Regions from separate parts of the Rattus norvegicus genome. Here region 1 is linked to region 2. A link is a contact called in public Hi-C data. All regions are on one chromosome and are shown on one strand. The core of a region is the stretch at or near the end of the contact, and the rest is flanking DNA. Distances in the headings are between cores, read along the strand shown.

Evidence for each region. Hi-C and Micro-C count contacts between places; a contact is called where the count stands out from the background.
Region 1: a Hi-C map of the A7r5 cell line shows a contact between it and region 2, with 3 times the contacts expected there. The contact joins two enhancer-like sites. A contact is called at or near these places in 3 of 12 Hi-C or Micro-C datasets (the A7r5 cell line, frontal cortex and kidney).

Annotation. Positions count from the first base shown.
Region 1 is chr15:61,101,016-61,103,715 of GRCr8, reverse strand. No RefSeq gene overlaps it. Among named protein-coding and RNA genes, the nearest start is that of Rgcc, 18 kb to the right of the region's middle. Within about 2 kb of position 1,250, at least 7 of the 93 cell types and tissues checked have an H3K27ac peak or open chromatin away from gene starts, as enhancers often do. A contact at or near this core is called in the A7r5 cell line, where this site is marked.
Region 2 is chr15:60,992,782-60,995,481 of GRCr8, reverse strand. No RefSeq gene overlaps it. Among named protein-coding and RNA genes, the nearest start is that of Rgcc, 90 kb to the left of the region's middle. Within about 2 kb of position 1,406, at least 8 of the 93 cell types and tissues checked have an H3K27ac peak or open chromatin away from gene starts, as enhancers often do. A contact at or near this core is called in the A7r5 cell line, where this site is marked.

The DNA of each region.
Region 1 (2,700 bases), core at 1-2,500, 110 kb before region 2:
GCCCATGAAGACAGTGCAGAAATACTCCACACGCGGAGAAGGGGACAGGAGCCTGGCTCCTCCCAGCACCTTCAGAGACAAACTGTCTGCACTCATCTATGCCCGGGACATTCTCTGCTGTGTTACTCATGGCCACAAATATACCAGTCCAGTTCAGGCCTAGACCAGTAGCTGCACTACTCAATCTGTTTAAAAACAGTAAGTGCAGAATACAGCCTATGAAGTATGTATGAGACAGAGATGCCATTGGGTGCCCAGGAAACTCAAAACGCTCATTGGACCTCTGCCTGGAAGGAAAGAGGGGACTAATGTCCTGAGGGAGTGTGTGAGATGCTTCTCTTTCAAAGCTAATCCTAGAGATAGTGCCGGCCACACATCCCCCATGATCAGTCTGCTCAGAGCCCTTGAAGAGTCAGTACCAGCATGTTTTGGGGTGCTCAGAGTTTATTCCCTTAAAAACATACTATCTCAAAAGAATGGATTCAGCATAAGAGTTGGTGTATTGTGTTTCTACGTAAAAGAACACATGGGCGTGTGTGTGTGTGTGTGTGTGTGTGTGTGTGTGTGTTGTGGGGTGTGTGTGGTGTGTTGTGGGGTGTGTGTGTGGTGTGTTGTGGGGTGTGTGTGTGTCTGTGTGTGTGTTGTGGGGTGTGTGTTGTGGTGTGTGTGTGTTGTGGTGTGTGTGGGGTGTGTGTGTGTGTTGTGGGGTGTGTGTGTATGTGTGTTGTGGTATGTGTGTGTGTTGTGGTGTGTGTGTATGTGTGTTGTGGTGTGTGTGTGGGGTGTGTGTGTGTGTGTGTTGTGGTGTGTGTGTGTATGTGTGTTGTGGTGTGTGTGTGTTGTGGTGTGTGTGTATGTGTGTTGTGGTGTGTGTGTATGTGTGTGTGTTGTGGTGTGTGTGTGTGGTGTGTGTGTGTGGTGTGTGTGTGTGTGTGTGTGTGTGTGTGTGTGTGTGTGTGTGTGGTGCAGCTTAGGTGTGGAGCTATGGCCTCCCATGTGAGCCCTAGATCTGAAACAAAAGGACAAAACAGACAAAAAAATACACAAAAAATACTGAAAGCAGTAAGAATCAGGGTTAAGGTTTCCTGGGGTGTCTGTGGGGGAGCCCTTGCCTTTGAGACTATTTGTTGTGCACTCCTCTAATCTACAAAATAATTTTAGGGTGTCTCCTACACTTTTCATTTTAAGTTGTTGGGCCCGGTAGTGTCGAGAGCAGAATCTACCTCTAGGTGGAGACAGGCCCTTGTCTCTTGTCTTAAGGGTTACTTCAGTGCTGTGGCAGATCGGGGACCTGACTAGCTAGGGTGCTCACCTTAGACAAAGTGCTTTTTCTGTCCATGCTCACTGCCCGTCTCCCACCCCAAGCCCAAGGCTGCAGTGTAGCCCTGACAGCCATCAAAGCTGCCGGGAGGCTCAGGGACCTGCCCTGTCTGATGGCTGACACAGAACCCAGAACTATTTATTTTTCTTTTCTGCAGTAGGACCAGGACCTAAGTATGCTTTTTAAACTCCCTAACCAAAGCTTTGGACTTCCTAACACCTTTTCTAACGCCCTCCTCCTGCTGCTAACAATCTGCTCCTGGTGCATGGCTGGCGGCCTCTAGGTGACTGACCTCTGGTTGCTTTATCTCAAATAGCTTGGCTGTTTTTCCTCTTTCCTCCCTTCCAGGCAGCCAGGAGATTCCCAGCTTGACTGCCCTAGGGTTCTCCTTCTAGACTGTAAAAGCTGCCCTCAGGCTTCTGTGTGTTTGCCGGGGGTGGGGTGAGGAAGTGGGGTGCGGGTGGATATGGGTTCTGTTTGTGTCTCTACTTCTATTAATGAGACTAAGACGCCTAAGAGGGGAACTTGATTTCCCAAGTATCATATGACCATGGATGGCCAGCACCCACCCTCCCAGACACGGCCATTCTCTGTCCTTCTGTCCTACTTTTACACCCATGAACGGAAAATAAAAATACTTCTCAAAAAATTAGGTAAAAAAAAAAATTCCAGGCCAATTTGGGCTATATAATGAGACCCTGTCAATCAAGAAGCAGAGAGAGAGAGAGAGAGAGAGAGAGAGAGAGAGAGAGAGAGAGAGAGATCTCCATCATCCTTATTCCTTTATATAACTAAACTCACCTACCACCCACTTAAAAAAGGGGGGTTGGGGATTTAGCTCAGTGGTAGAGTGCTTTCCTAGCAAGCACAAGGCCCTGGGTTCGGTCCCCAGCTCCGAGGGGAAAAAAAAAAAAAAAAAAAAAAAAAAAAAAGGGCAAGCCCAGCATCTGCTGACCCGGACATAATTTTCCCTTTAAACTTATTCTTCCATACCAAATTCTCCGTTTTTGATCAAGGAGTTTTCATAATTCTCTATAATTCAAATCCCTATGTAAATTAAAATTAGAAAAATTTACACTTGTGAAGACTACCAGGCTGTAAGCAAGTTAAAATAAGTTACGTGTGTTAAAATGTTTTCGTAAATGGCCAACATAAAAGGAAATTTTTATTAGGCTTTCAAACTCATAGTCCAAGAATCCCATGACAAATACTACATACTAATAGATGTTATTTATTTGTTTCTCTTCTCTCTCTCTCTCTCTCTCTCTCTCTCTCTCTCTATATATATATATATATATATATATGCGCATATACAAATATATATGTGGTGTGTGTGTGTGTGGTGTGTGTGGTGTGTGTGTGTGTGTGTGTGGTGTGTG
Region 2 (2,700 bases), core at 157-2,656:
TTTATATGAAATGTCCAGACAGGGAAATTCACAGACAGTAGACTTGTGCCAGGGAAGAGGGAGGGAGCAATGGGAAGTGATTCCTAGGCAGGATGAAGTTTCCATCGGAGATCATAACAATATTCTGGAATTGGACAGTGGTGATATTGGCGTAATTTTTGAATATATGTCAAACCACAGCAATGTATACTTTAAAAAAATGAATGTTACAGTGCTTCAATACAAATTGTTAGGGAACATTTTCCCCTGGATATACAACTAGTTAATATAGAAGTTATGATTTGAATTGGGTGCCCATGAGCTTGAGGTCATGTGTTATTAAGCCTTGCTAGGCAGCATGGGTCCCTGGGAACTGTCTTAGGTACTCACAGAATGGTTTCTTTGGGGGTGCTTTGGGTGTCTGCTGTCACTACCAACTGACTTGGACATACATTCATCTCAAAGTGACCCAAACAACTCTGACTCTGTCACGATGAAGATTTTATCATAGTCTCAAGCTTGTACATCTGGTTCTGTCTTCTCTTGGGTAAAAACATTTCCAGACAGTGTTCAGCTCTTTCATGGCTGTGTTTGGGGCTACTTGGGAAAATACAGTAACAATATTGCTTGGGCTAAAGGTGGAAATCCATTTTTGCTTTCTGACTATTACCTTATCATGGGTATTAATAAGTCTCAGGAATATCCTTTCCCTGAAGTCTTAAACAGGGTAGACTTTCTCCTCTTTGCCTTATCTATTTACCTGCCTAGCAGCTACTCAATCATTTAGGATCTACTAATTATCCATTCATAAACACCCATCCCTCCCTCCATCCACCCACCCATCCATCCATCCATCCATCCATCCATCCATCCATCCATCCATCCCTCCATCCATATACATATCCATTCACCCATAAATCTATTCATTTACTTGTTCATCATCATTCTGTTCAACCCTTCCAATTCATTATTACCTGCTACATGAGGTTCTTCATAAACCTGGGTTTTAGAATATTAGCCAAGTAATTATTTTTTTCTAAGTCTTCTAGGAATTTATGAATTTGGAGTCTTAATGGGAAGTGTGGATGGTGGAAATATTTGGCAGCCATGATGACCCAGTCAAAGATTCCCAGGCAGATTCACAAAAACTGAGTTTCCCTTCTAATTTCCTTTCTTTGCTGTAGAGAAGGCACCTTCTCCAAAAGGACTTGCAAATGTGCACCCTCTTCCCTGAGGGCTCCTTTGCACACACAGAGCCTTCCATCACTCATCCAACTTGTAATCTTGGGGAAGAAAGTTCTCCACTCATTTTGAGACAGCAAAATGCAAACAAAACAAAACAGCCACGGCATGAGACAGTCCCAAGGCTTGCTCTGTTGAGCTATTTTTACTCTGGGCTCCAGGCAGGCATGAACTGCCCAGCTGCTTCCTGTTTCACCCCTGGCCATTCAGGGTTAGTGGTGGGACAATCCCAAAGACTGGCTGGAGCCTCTTAGAAATACTTAGCTGGGGAGCAGCGGCTGGAGAAGGAGAACTGTAATCTCAGGCCTGCCTGCCCAGCTGCCTCCAAGAGCAAGCCAAGTTCTGCTCAAACTGTCAATCCCTCTGCCTCCATCTGGGATTCCCTTGATCTTTCTGGTTCATCCAATTCTTACTGTTCCTGCCCTCCCACCCCCCCTGTCCCCAAGCGAGCACAGCTTCTGTCTCCTGGGACCATTACACCTCTTCATCCCACAGCTATCATTCACTAAAGGCACATTCATCACCTCTTTATGTTCAAGCCAAAGACAAACAAGACTTGGTACCTGCCCTTATTCCCCAGAACAGGGAAGACAGATATGAAAACAGTTATAGGGCTTGCTGAACACCCAGGACGGCCAAACACTCAGGGCTGCTCTGACTGGCCCTGCCCATGGAGGCCGGGGTCAAGCATTGTGGAGCACACTTTCTTCGTGCTTTCTTGATGATGTGTCCTGCCTTCCAGCTCGTAGTAAAGGGAAGATCTTGCTGCAGTTTGCCTGCCTTTTCCAAGCCTCATGTTGAAATTTAATAACCACTGTAATAGTATTAAGAATTGGGACTTTCACAAAGTGATTATCACCAGGGCCTTCTCTCATGAGGAGATCAGTGCTCTTCTCATGAGACTGGGTTGATTGGTTATTGAGACAATGTGTTTCTGGTAAAAAGATTATAGTCATCTCCATACAGGCTCCTTTGCCCTCCCACCTTCTGCCATAGGCTGTACAGTAAGAAGGCTCACAACAGATGTCACTGCCTCAATCTTGGATTTTCAAAGCTTTGGAATTGTGAACAAAAAAGTTGGGGTGCTTTATAAATGATCACTTGTGGTGTCCTGTCATGACTCAGATAGGCTGCAACCATATTCAGAAGGACTGCATCCTCAGGTCCTACTCAATCCCCAACAGTCCCATTTCCCAATGTAATTAATCACTATGGGTATGGATTCCAACATATATGACTTAGGGGTTATAAAGACTGAAAGTATCCAGGAAACACAGCCCACGGAGGCTCTGCCATTAGGACTATCTCCACCCACACTGTCTTCTGCCCCTTGAATACAGCGGAGGGGTGTATTGGGCATTTAGTGAAGTGTGTGTTACTGTCATACTTCCCCAGTTAGCTTAGAGAAGGCGCTGCTGGGAGAATGTGAGTGTCCAGGTGGTGGTGGGGTACTTGAGTCCCCAAAGGAACCACAGCAGA